3 separate regions of the Mus musculus genome follow, and all the other regions are linked to region 1. The links are chromatin contacts, called in public HiChIP or PLAC-seq maps. All regions are on one chromosome and are shown on one strand. The core of a region is the stretch at or near the end of the contact, and the rest is flanking DNA. Distances in the headings are between cores, read along the strand shown. Region 1 has its middle 12 kb from the start of Gm31727. Region 2 has its middle 13 kb from the start of Gm32389. Region 3 holds the start of Plpbp (pyridoxal phosphate binding protein).

Region 1 (3,648 bases), core at 749-3,248:
TGGTGGCATAAAGTTTCACGGAAACTTGTCTCCTGGAAAGTTTCTGGCACTCCATAAACAGATGTGTTTCAGATTTGTCCTGCTATAGTTGGTGAATGGTTCTGTGTGCTTTCTTTCAGTCTTGTTTTATTATAGGTGCCTCCAAGGAATGATTTGACAAATACCTAAGTTAGATTGAACTTTGCTTCCTGGCCTTCACCAATGTCCCAGGCAGCCCTTGAGCCGACCCTGGGCTTGGAATTTCATAAGAATGCTACTCATTCAGATGAAATGCCTCCAGTGTTGCTAGTTAGAAATCAGGCATTGCAGTTTGCCAGATAGGAGCTAGAAAACTCAAGGCTAATTCAAAATAGTAAACTTAGAATTCTCATTACAGACATTATTGGAAGCCTACATCACATATTAGTAGAAAGAAGGTGGGTTGAGGTTTAAGGAGGAACTAGAGTATTGTATTATTTATGAAAAGGTTAGCAGAACAGAACTTCCCTGGCGCATGTTTTTCTCTAGGCCCAGAGGAACAGCATAATTAGGTATTTACTAAGGGACCCCTGGTAGTAGATTTAACAATAGACTAGTATTGCACCTGGATGTATTAGCTGACTTTAGATAGGGCTGATCTTATCCCAGTTGTAAACACTGCCTGCTTCCTGTTAGCTTTTATGTATGCATTTTCTCTGTTTTGTGTAAAGAGCCATTATGAATCTCTGATGTATCACCTAGCTTCCTTGTTTTTCTTCTGTATTATAAGTCTGATGCTTGTTTTAAGAAATTACATTCATATCAACACTTCCTTGTGTTCGAGTCTGTTTGTCATTTGCCGCCGCTGACTCCTTGCTCACCTGAGTACCCGAACCCTGATCCTCCCGCGGGTTGAGGGACCAACCGAGTCCAGTCCTTGGCAGAAACTGTAAGACAGTGAATGATGTTTGAAAGAAAAGCATCAAACACAGAAGAAGGTGGGGCTTATATTAGCCCCCAGACTGCAAGGCTAGAGGGTTTTCAAGGGCTTTTGGTTGTGTAGTAACTTGGCAGAACATCTAATAAGGGTGGAAGTCAGTGTATAAGGCATAGACATGTCAAATTCTAGAAAGTGGGTCAAGACACAGTCAAACTTAAGTTTTACAGAAAACAGGAATGAACTTGTAATGAGTCTTAAGATGGAGTCAGGCTGGTCCATCATATAACCTTCTCCAATGTTCTGGGACTATCACAGAAGAGAGAGAGAGTAGAAAGAATGTAAGAGTTGGAAGAAGCACTTTGAAATACTGTGGTCTGGATAGGACCCATCTGTTGTAGTCATGGACCCATCGTCATGGGCGGGGGTGGGGGTAGGGGTGGGTGGGGAGAGCTCATGATGCCACATCTCTCTCTGACGAGCTGCTGGCAGTTGCTGGGCTCCTTTGACCGGTTCCCAGAAGTGACTCATTTTCTTATATAATGTAATCACTAATAAGTTGCTCAAATTACCATAAATAGTGCCCTAGCCATGTTCATGCAAGAACCCATAATTAAACTAGTGGATCTTCCCTAAAATAAGTGAATACATCAAGGGGGAACTAGTTGAAAAAAAAAGAAGGGGTTCAATAGGACAGGAATAAAGACTAGAGAGAGCAAGAGGGGTGAATCTGACCCAAGTACACCTTATATGTGTAAAATAGCATTGTTAAAAATCTCTTCCATTGTAAACATGTATGAAAATGCTAAAAATACTGATAAAAATGGCCTAATTATAAACTCAAGGTGCTTACCATCAGTCTGTAAAGGAGTTTAGAGAAGTGGGTGCCTGCTTTCCTAGGAGAGCAGCAATCTCTGCTCGGATCTTAAGGATTGTTTCTTTCAGGCAATAGAGACAAAAGACCTGAAAGGTTACTTTTCTTCAGCTTCCGATTTGCATGCCTAAGGAGTACTGGCGAGAGAAGGAACCCAAGGGCTCCTGGGCTAAGGGAGGGAGGGTAGGAGGGAAGAAAGGCCTTCATGCTAATTAGGTTTGAAAGACAGCAGGATTGGTCCAGCCACAGCGTGCTGAGAAGACAGGAACCCTAGCAGCTGATGCTTAGTTCAGACTAAACTCACTGGAAGTCCCCCGGGGAAAGTCACAGGGTAAACCTGATAGTCCCTGTCATTTACAATCATTATCAGGCAGGCTGCTTCTGTAATTTTACTGGGGAGCCAATTAACAGCTCAGGAAACTTGAGGGGGGTGATTCCCCAGCCCTCTGCTTGTTTTGAAAAGAGAAAATAAGGGCGCTTTCAAGTGCCATCTGCAGTTGCTGTCTCTTCTAAAGACACAATGCCTTCATATAAGGTGGTCACTCCTCCCGTCAGACAATTGGTTGAAGTCAATTCCTCTGTCTTAATTTACTCTTCTCTCCAGCAACCTAAATTAGCTTCCAGATAGTCCAGTCAGCCTTGGTTCATTCTTTTCTAAGCCCTGGCAATGGTAACCCATCTTTTTACCCTAGCTTGTCTTCAAGAAAATGCCTTTGCTGCATGCCACTTTGTAAACGAGTTGGGAAAGGCCAGTTAATAAACGAAGGAGACAGACAAGGAAGACCATCCATATTGATCTCTCAGCTCCGCGGTTCCCTGCCGACATCCTCGCCCTTGCCTTCCTAGTGACGTTTAAAAAAAAAGTGACGTTAAAAAAAAAAGTTTATAAAAATTTATTTTATGTGTTTGGGTGTTTTAACCTGAGTGTATGTCTTAAGTCTGTGCACAACTTGCAGTCATGTGAGTTTATTTCTAGTGATATTTTATCAGCACCTAAGTAGGTGGTTTTTGTCAGCAAGTCCCAGACATCATGCTTTCTCCAACAATGCTTAGATTACAGGTTGGGCAGCTATGTCTGATTATACATATACATACATATACATATATAGACATATACATGAGGCCCAATAAATCACTAGTTATAAAAATATGAAAAAAAGCAAAGAGATGCAATAATGAAATTATTGAAAAATCAGTGACCCAGAGAGAGCTTAAAAGCATGCAGTGGGGGGGTTATATATTATAGCATATATGATATATGCATATATATATATACATATACAATCTGATATGTATATCAGATTATATAGATATGAGATTATATATAATCAGCTATATATCAGATTATTATATATGATATATATCATGATATACATATTCACATGATAATGTATATTAGATTATATAGATATGAGATTATATATATCAGCTATATATCAGATTATATATAATATGACATGTATATCAGATTATATAGATATGAGATTATATATATGATCAGCTATATATCAGATTATATATATAATATGATATGTATATCATGATATACATATCCACATGATATATAGATCAGATTATATAGATATGAGATTATATATAATCAGCTATATATCAGATGATTTATATACATACACATACAGCCACACACACATACACACACACACACACACACACATATGCACACGCATAGATATATGTGTGTGTACATATATATGTAAAATACCCAGACACATATAAAATAAAAATAGTTACAAAATTAAAAAAAACATACACACAGTAATTCTTGTATACTTCATGATTTTTGATGTGATGATAATTAGTATATTTACATTTTCAATTGTTCATTGTCTTCTGCTAGCTGATACCAGTGATTTGTATA
Region 2 (3,298 bases), core at 719-3,218, 740 kb after region 1:
TTACTGTGTGTGTATCAGACACTGGGCTGGCACTGGGCACAGGCATTTTCATCAACGGATGTCTACGGTTGCCTTCAGTAAGTCTTGACACACTTTGCCTAAAGTCACAATGAGATTCCTATCATGATTACAATGCCTGTGTATCCACCACCAGGACTGCGGCGTGCTGTTATGCAAGTGGAGCCTACATCAGTCAAGGTAGTGAGCAAGCGAGCAAGCAGGGCCTCATAGCTACGTATGAGAGCCAGCACGGGCTGCATCCACAAAGATGTCCCATGGGGAAGCAGCAAGGGGAGCCATGATTACCTCTAACCCTGCCCTCTGAAGACCAAGGTTGAAAAGGAGGCCTTAGGCCCCTGGTCACAGGTTCCCCTCCTGAAGTCTGACACCAAATGTAGACTTGTGTTATGCTGATCACCAGCTACAAAAGACTTCTGGAGCCCAGTGCCCAACACACCAAAGCCCAGTCTTCAGGAAGCAGAGACTTGAGAATTCCAAGTTCAAGGCCTGCCTGGACACCTTAGTATAAAACTCAAAAAAATTTTTTTTGTTTTTTTGTCTCATTCCTGGAGAACCTACAGTGTGTGTTAAATGTGTGTGTTAAATACTACTGGACATGCTCCATGCACCAAAGTGTCTATGATCCAGTGAGAAAAAAACAATATTAACTCACACAAATAGTACAAATGATAATGGCAAACAAAGAAGATTCCGCCCCCCAAAAGTGCAAGACCTTCAGAACACCCCTAGATATCCCCAGAAGAGAAAGAAGAGCGCTTGCTAACAAGACAGCCTGAGCAAGACCCAAACAGGACTGTGCAGGGATACTGGGGATACCCGGCCTAGATACTCCGATGGGCTAACTTGTATGAAGAGCAGAAAGCCACCTAAAGCCAGCCAGTTGATTTTGTTTCCGGGCCACCTGAAGAGGTGCAGCCACCCAGCAGGTGGACAAGAGAGGGCCAGAGGCTCAGTGCAGGGAAGTAGTCGGACCAGCTTGCTTCAGCAGAAGGGAAGGGAGCTCCTTGCTTTGGGTTTGGATTTGAAATGAGTACTGCACTTGCTCAACCAACTTTCAAAGTCCCAGCTGCCCACCCTGGACTCTCATCCTCACAGGGACCACCTCCCTGGCTATGTTAGAGCATCAGGGATGATTCTCAGACGCCCTTCCAGGGCCACACCCACAAGATGGGACTTTCACCCACATATCCGCCCCCCCCCCTTAGTCACCTGCTTCCCACTTCAGACTCAGTTTCTCCCTTCCCTACTATTGGGGAGTCCTTAGCATATTCCTTTGTACCCTTGGACCTCGCTGTAACTGTCCCCCTTGTGCCCCTCCCCCTGAGCCATTCCTCCCCGGAGACATACTCACATGCATGCTCCCTCGCCTCCCCCCCCCAACCCTTCCCCTCCATTTGTTTCAATGAACAGCCCCTTTTATCTATTCTGTAGGTACAAATGAAGCTGTCAAATTTGATCAGGCGCTTGATATGACAGGCTGTGGGAGTCAGGACCCCTTGAACAGAGTGGGCCTTGTCTGTCACAGCCTGCCTGACACTTCCCATAATGCCCAGACTGATGAGATTCTGAGTAGGGCCCAGCACATTTTCAACTCTATTTTGGGTGAAAACCCTTCTTGAAAGCTCTTGAAAGGAGCTGGCAGTTCCGCCGCCCGGATGATTAATGAGGGCTGGCTTCACTGGACGGATTTCTCCTGGTGCCAACAGCCGTCCTCCCAACAGGCCAGAACATGTTGCCTCGGACTCCCCCAGTGTTTTCCCCGCAGACATTTACCCCCAAAAGTCCCTTCCCATCAGCCCTTAGAACGCTTCCTCCAACTCTCAATCCTTCCACCAGCCACGGTCTCTGCCGCGCTCCTCACGTTCTACCTGGAGCCGCCCCCACACATGGAAGAAGTTAGCCTCCCAGCTGAGGGGCCAACTGGAGGGAGCAGGGGCCTCTTGGAGGAGTGGGGGTGGCTGAGGGACAGCTGGGCTGAGACTGTGGAGGACTTGTGACCCATACACTCCTTGTGTGTATTCTGTGCCCCACATGGGTAGCATGAGCCTTTCTGCTTTCTCCTCAAGGATCTCAGGGGACAAAAGGCCCCAAAAGATAAAACGCTGAGTTCTTTGTTTGTTTTTGTCATCTGTGGGTGCTTCTCAGTTGGGACAACTACTGCCACACAAGTCAGGAAGGCCCCTGTGGAGGGTAGAAGGTTTAGTATCTTGGTCTCAAGACTCCTCTATCCACAAGTCCATGGGGATTATTAAAAGTGCTTCTCAAGACTTCTAATGCCCCCAGGGGCACCGCCAGCTAAGCCAGGGACCACCACACGGCAGAAAGCTCTTCTGTCCCAGGTTCCTAAAGAGCCAGGCTCAGTGTGAGCTTCCATGAACACATGAATCCTTCAAACCGTGCCCTCCCCACCCATCCCTGCCAACTGCAAGGTTCTCTCTCTCTCCTCTCGCGCTCTCTCTCTCTCTCTCTCTCTCTCTCTCTCTCTCTCTCTCCTCCCTCCTTCCCTTCCTTCTTCCTTTGCCAGTCCCTCCAACCCAATCCTGCTAGATGTTCTTTAGGGACTTTCAAACTCAGAACCCTTCAGAAACAAACAGGCTACAGGTAGCTGGGATTAGAAATTTGTCTTGCCCTTTCTTGCTAACCTCTTTGTTTTGGTTGGTCGGTTGGTTGGTTGGTTGGGTTTGGGTTTGGGTTTAGGTTTTGTTTGTTTGTTTGTTTGTTCTTTTGTTTTTGACATGATCCCCCTATATAAGCCAAGGTTACTTCAAACTTGCAATCCCACCCCCACCCCACCCCCGTTTCCCAAGTGCCAGGAATACAGGTCTGTGTCACCACTCACACATGGCTTCTTGTCCCTCTGAGACAGACCCTAGCTGTGTTGTTCAGAGGCCAGCCTCATGACTAACTGAGTTAACCAATAAAATTCATTCTGTCTCTCTTTCTCTCTCTTTTTTTAAAGCACTCATAGATGTCCCTTTCAAACTAGGTTTGAGGTCCAGGGAAGAAACCGTGTCTCTATAACCGGAGGGTCCCCCCTCACCCCCACTTCCCTTCCTCTGAGAAGAGATAAAGGAACTCCAGAATACTCCCAGGCCACGGGGTAACTGCCTAGCCAGCTTTGAGGTTACCCCCGGTCCACACTCGAACCTGAGACCATCAGCACCATCTACTATTTACAAAGCCCTTTTTCACTGCCAAGCAGTGGATTGGCTCTGGGGAGACGTCAGTCAAAGCATGCAGCTGAATAAGCCTGTAGATCCCCTTCATGCAGCTGACA
Region 3 (3,657 bases), core at 22-2,521, 790 kb after region 1:
GTAGGTAGGTAGGTAGGTAGGTAGGTAGATAGATAGATAGATAGATAGATAGATAGATAGATAGATAGATAGAGGCCCCACCCTAAATCTGTAGTATTTATAGGTCTCATTTTTACATCTGTGTACATATGTATGTATACATCCTTGTGCATGCGCACATGCTCAGACACCCTGGCATTCATGTGGAGATCTGCAGGAGTCTGCTTTCTCCTTCCACCATATGACTTTGGACAGCAAGCGCCTCTGACCCCTGACCTGTCTTATCACCTTCAATTTTTTGAAGCAGAGCATCTCTTTGACTTCACGTCCATCCCAGCCTTCACGAACCCTTTAAACTTGACCCACTTATTCCTGACTAGTACTTCCCAACTGCAGCTCCACAGCCAGCTTCTCATTAGGCTCACTCTGTAACAGCCTTCTGGGCCCTTTCAGGTTTTGGGGTTTTTTTCACTGTGGTGACAGCAGTATATGAAGAGGCATTTACCTTCAATATCATTACTCCTAAAGTCTGGGAATGGAGAGAGAGCACTTACTGCTCTTATAGAGGTTCAGAACCCAGCACCCATCTATCCACTCATCAGTTCCAGAGAGTTCTATGCCCTCCTCTGACCTCTGTGGCAGTTCACAGACTTAACGTTCAGGGGAAACACCCACACAACAAAAATATAAATAAAAATATTTAAATTAAAAGGGGGCTGGAGAGATGGATCAGTAGTCAAGTGCACCTGTTGCTCTTGCAAAGGACCAGAATTCTGTCCCCAGCACACATGATGGCTCACAACCATCAGGTCGAGATCCAAAACTCTCCTGGCCATGGCACCACAGATACGACGGTGCATGCACATACATACATGAGGACAAAACAAATCAACGCACATAAAATAAATATTTTAAAAAAGAAATAATAGCTGGGCAGTGGTGGCACACGCCTTTAGACCCAGCACTTGGGATTTCAAGGCCACCCTGATCTAGAGAATGAGTTCCAGGACAGCCAGGACACAGAGAAGCCCTGTCTCGAAAGAAATTTAAAAATGGGAAGGAGAGGGGAGGGAAGGGAAAGGAAAAGAAGAAAGGAAAAAGGAAAGGAACGGAACGGATGAATGAAAGTTACTTTAATGTCTTGGTTTATACCGGCCCGCCCAGCCCTTGAACTCCCTAGGAGGCTTTCAGTCCGGGTAACCTCCGCCTTCCCCAAGATGGCGCCCGCCTGGGTGGCCAACCTCCGCTGGGGAAGTGGCTGGATGGTGAGCGGCGATTGGACCTCTCAGGAAGGGGGCGGGACCGGAAGGTGGGCTCGGTGAGTCGCGGGTCCTCCGGGCATCCTCTTGGGAATGTTGAGAGGTGGCAGCATGACGGCGGAGCTGGGAGTCGGGTTCGCGCTGCGGGCCGTGAACGAGCGAGTCCAGCAGAGTGTGGCGCGGCGGCCGCGGGTGAGGACCGGCGGAAGGGCACTGGGGAGGGCTGGAAGGGGGACACCTACGTGGGACGAGGTGTCACGGTGACGCAGAAGGGGCTCCCGGAGGGGCGGGGGCTGCAGAGGGGATCGCTGGGTTTCCATGGCGGTCGGTCTGGCCTTGAGGATCGGGACTTGCCGGGAGGTTGGCTTGGTTGGAGAAAGGTGTTCATTTAGGGCAAGTGACTCGTATCCAGGCGTCTCGCCATTCGTCATTGCCCTCGGTACCACCACGCCATTCGTCACCACGGTACTAGAGCCCTGGGAGGGCCGTGTCCACCCGCGATCACGTGCGTTGCGGCGGCCGCGAGCCGTGGTCTAGCTGCGCGTGAACTTGACACACACAGAGCGGGCGGGAGCTGTCAGGTGCCCTGTCACAAGCGTTTGTTATTTTCGTATGGTTGTTATGTCCCCCATTGGACTTCTAGACCGGTGCCAGTATCTGCTTTTCTCCATGCAAATTAAGCTACGTTATGTGAAGTGAGACAGAAAAAAAAAAAAAATCAAACACCTTTCCTTTCTGATCTAGTGTTCATGGTCTGAGATTTCAAAATGATGCCTGAAAACCGAAGGCTGAATTAACATAGTCTTCTCTTACCTGATGTCTGGGCATGTCCAGTTAACTACTCTAGCCCTAGCTAGGGTTCCTCACAGGGGAAGGAAATTAAGAGAGCCTTGGGAGTTCCTACCACCTTCCTGGTACCGGAGTTCTCGGGATTTCCCTAATGCAGCCCGCCTCGGGAGTTAGGCCTGCTTGACCGATTTGTCTCTGGAAGCCTCCAGTTAGTTCATCATCACACTAGGAATTAGACACAGTCAGTCCCTCAGAAGGAGGCAGCAGGAGACCGTGTGGTAATTGATGTGACGTCTCCAAGTCCTTGAGAGCACTGTGGTTCTGTGACAGTCTCAGAAACGGTGGGGTAGACGTAAGGAAAGCAGGGAAACCCTTCATTTTATGTAATGGATGTGAGGAGACTTTGCGTGAATCTAATCCTGAACACTGAGTTGTGGGTGTCTCGTTGTCAACTCTGCTGACTGTTGGTTGATTCATAGACTGAACAAGGCAGTGTATGTCTTTATCTCAATTGAGCCTCTTCCAGGGTGAGTGGAAGCGTTATTAATAATTACATCAGGACCAAAATGAGTTTCTAAACTATTTACCTTCGTGTATCAGAAGCCAGAAGTGACCTCCCTGCTAAACAGGATGTTGCCTTCCCTTCATGAAGGATGCTGCTGGGTTTTGTTTTACTTTGTTTGTATGGGTTTTTTTGGTGCTAAGGATACAACTCAGAACCTCACAAATGCTAAGCAGACCTTATGCCACTGTTACTGTATCCTTGATAAAAAATTTGTGTGTGTGTTACATTTATGTATGTACAAGTATGTGTGAATATGTGTTATATGCATGTATGTACAAGTGCATGTGTGTTATGTGCATGTATATATAAGTGTGTGTATATATATATGTGTTATGTGCATGTATGTACAAGTGCCTGTGTGTTATATGCATGCATGTACAAGTACATGTGTTTGTGTACACGGTATACTCATATGTGCAAGTGCACATGCCATGAGTGCACACGTGGAAGCCAGAGGTTGATGTCAGGCATCTTTCTCTATCGCCCTCCACTTTATGCTTTGACACCCTGCATCTGGAGCTAGCCAGACAGCCAGCCCCAAGGATCCACCTGTCTTGCCCCCATCCCCACCCTGCCACTGGGATGACAGACAAGGGGTACAAAACTTGCTTTTTATATGAATATTGGAGTCTAAACTAAGGCCCTCATGCCTACTTAGCTACCATTTTCCCACCAAGCCATCTTACTCACTGCAAACCCTTAAACCTCCAGCACTGATTGACATGCAAAGGAAATCCGCAGGCAGGGTTGGAGCTCCGTGGTGTAGCACCTGTCTCATGTGCCCAAACTCCAGGGCTCTATATTCAGTACCAAAAAGAAAAAAGGAGAGTGGATCTTATTAGTGCCAAGCTGAGATCTAGGCCGGTCTATTTTACAATGTGTGTTATGTTGGTAGTGGTGGTGTTTGTTTGTTTGTTTTGTTTGTTTGTTTGTTTGTTTGTTTTGTAATGCAGGGTTTCTCTGTATACCACTGGGATGTTCTGGAACTCACTTTGTAGGCCTTGCTGGCCTTGGAACTCAGAGATTTGCCTGTCTCTGCCTCCTGAGTGCTGGGATTAAAGGTGT

Evidence for each region. HiChIP or PLAC-seq counts read pairs in DNA pulled down with a chosen protein or histone mark.
Region 2: an H3K4me3 HiChIP or PLAC-seq map of embryonic basal ganglia shows a contact between it and region 1, with 6 times the contacts expected there. The contact joins two enhancer-like sites. A contact is called at or near these places in 8 of 39 promoter capture datasets (the C10 cell line, cranial neural crest, embryonic stem cells and 4 more), 1 of 15 datasets of contacts at CTCF or cohesin (embryonic stem cells), 20 of 484 Hi-C or Micro-C datasets (B cells, the C10 cell line, the C2C12 cell line and 15 more) and 12 of 115 datasets of contacts at active chromatin or transcription factors (bone marrow-derived macrophages, craniofacial prominence, embryonic basal ganglia and 8 more).
Region 3: an H3K4me3 HiChIP or PLAC-seq map of craniofacial prominence shows a contact between it and region 1, with 4 times the contacts expected there. The contact joins the promoter of Plpbp here to the enhancer-like site in region 1. A contact is called at or near these places in 7 of 115 datasets of contacts at active chromatin or transcription factors (bone marrow-derived macrophages, craniofacial prominence, embryonic limb bud and 2 more) and 2 of 9 other capture datasets (adipose tissue and embryonic stem cells).

Annotation. Positions count from the first base shown.
Region 1 is chr8:26,253,308-26,256,955 of GRCm38.p6, forward strand. No RefSeq gene overlaps it. Among named protein-coding and RNA genes, the nearest start is that of Gm31727, 12 kb to the right of the region's middle. Within about 2 kb of position 1,999, at least 27 of the 459 cell types and tissues checked have an H3K27ac peak or open chromatin away from gene starts, as enhancers often do. A contact at or near this core is called in craniofacial prominence and embryonic basal ganglia, where this site is marked.
Region 2 is chr8:26,992,608-26,995,905 of GRCm38.p6, forward strand. No RefSeq gene overlaps it. Among named protein-coding and RNA genes, the nearest start is that of Gm32389, 13 kb to the right of the region's middle. Within about 2 kb of position 1,969, at least 36 of the 459 cell types and tissues checked have an H3K27ac peak or open chromatin away from gene starts, as enhancers often do. A contact at or near this core is called in embryonic basal ganglia, where this site is marked.
Region 3 is chr8:27,041,284-27,044,940 of GRCm38.p6, forward strand. Plpbp (pyridoxal phosphate binding protein) reads left to right here and starts at 1,272. Exons shown (of 8, transcript NM_054057.4): 1 at 1,272-1,430. The coding sequence starts at 1,332.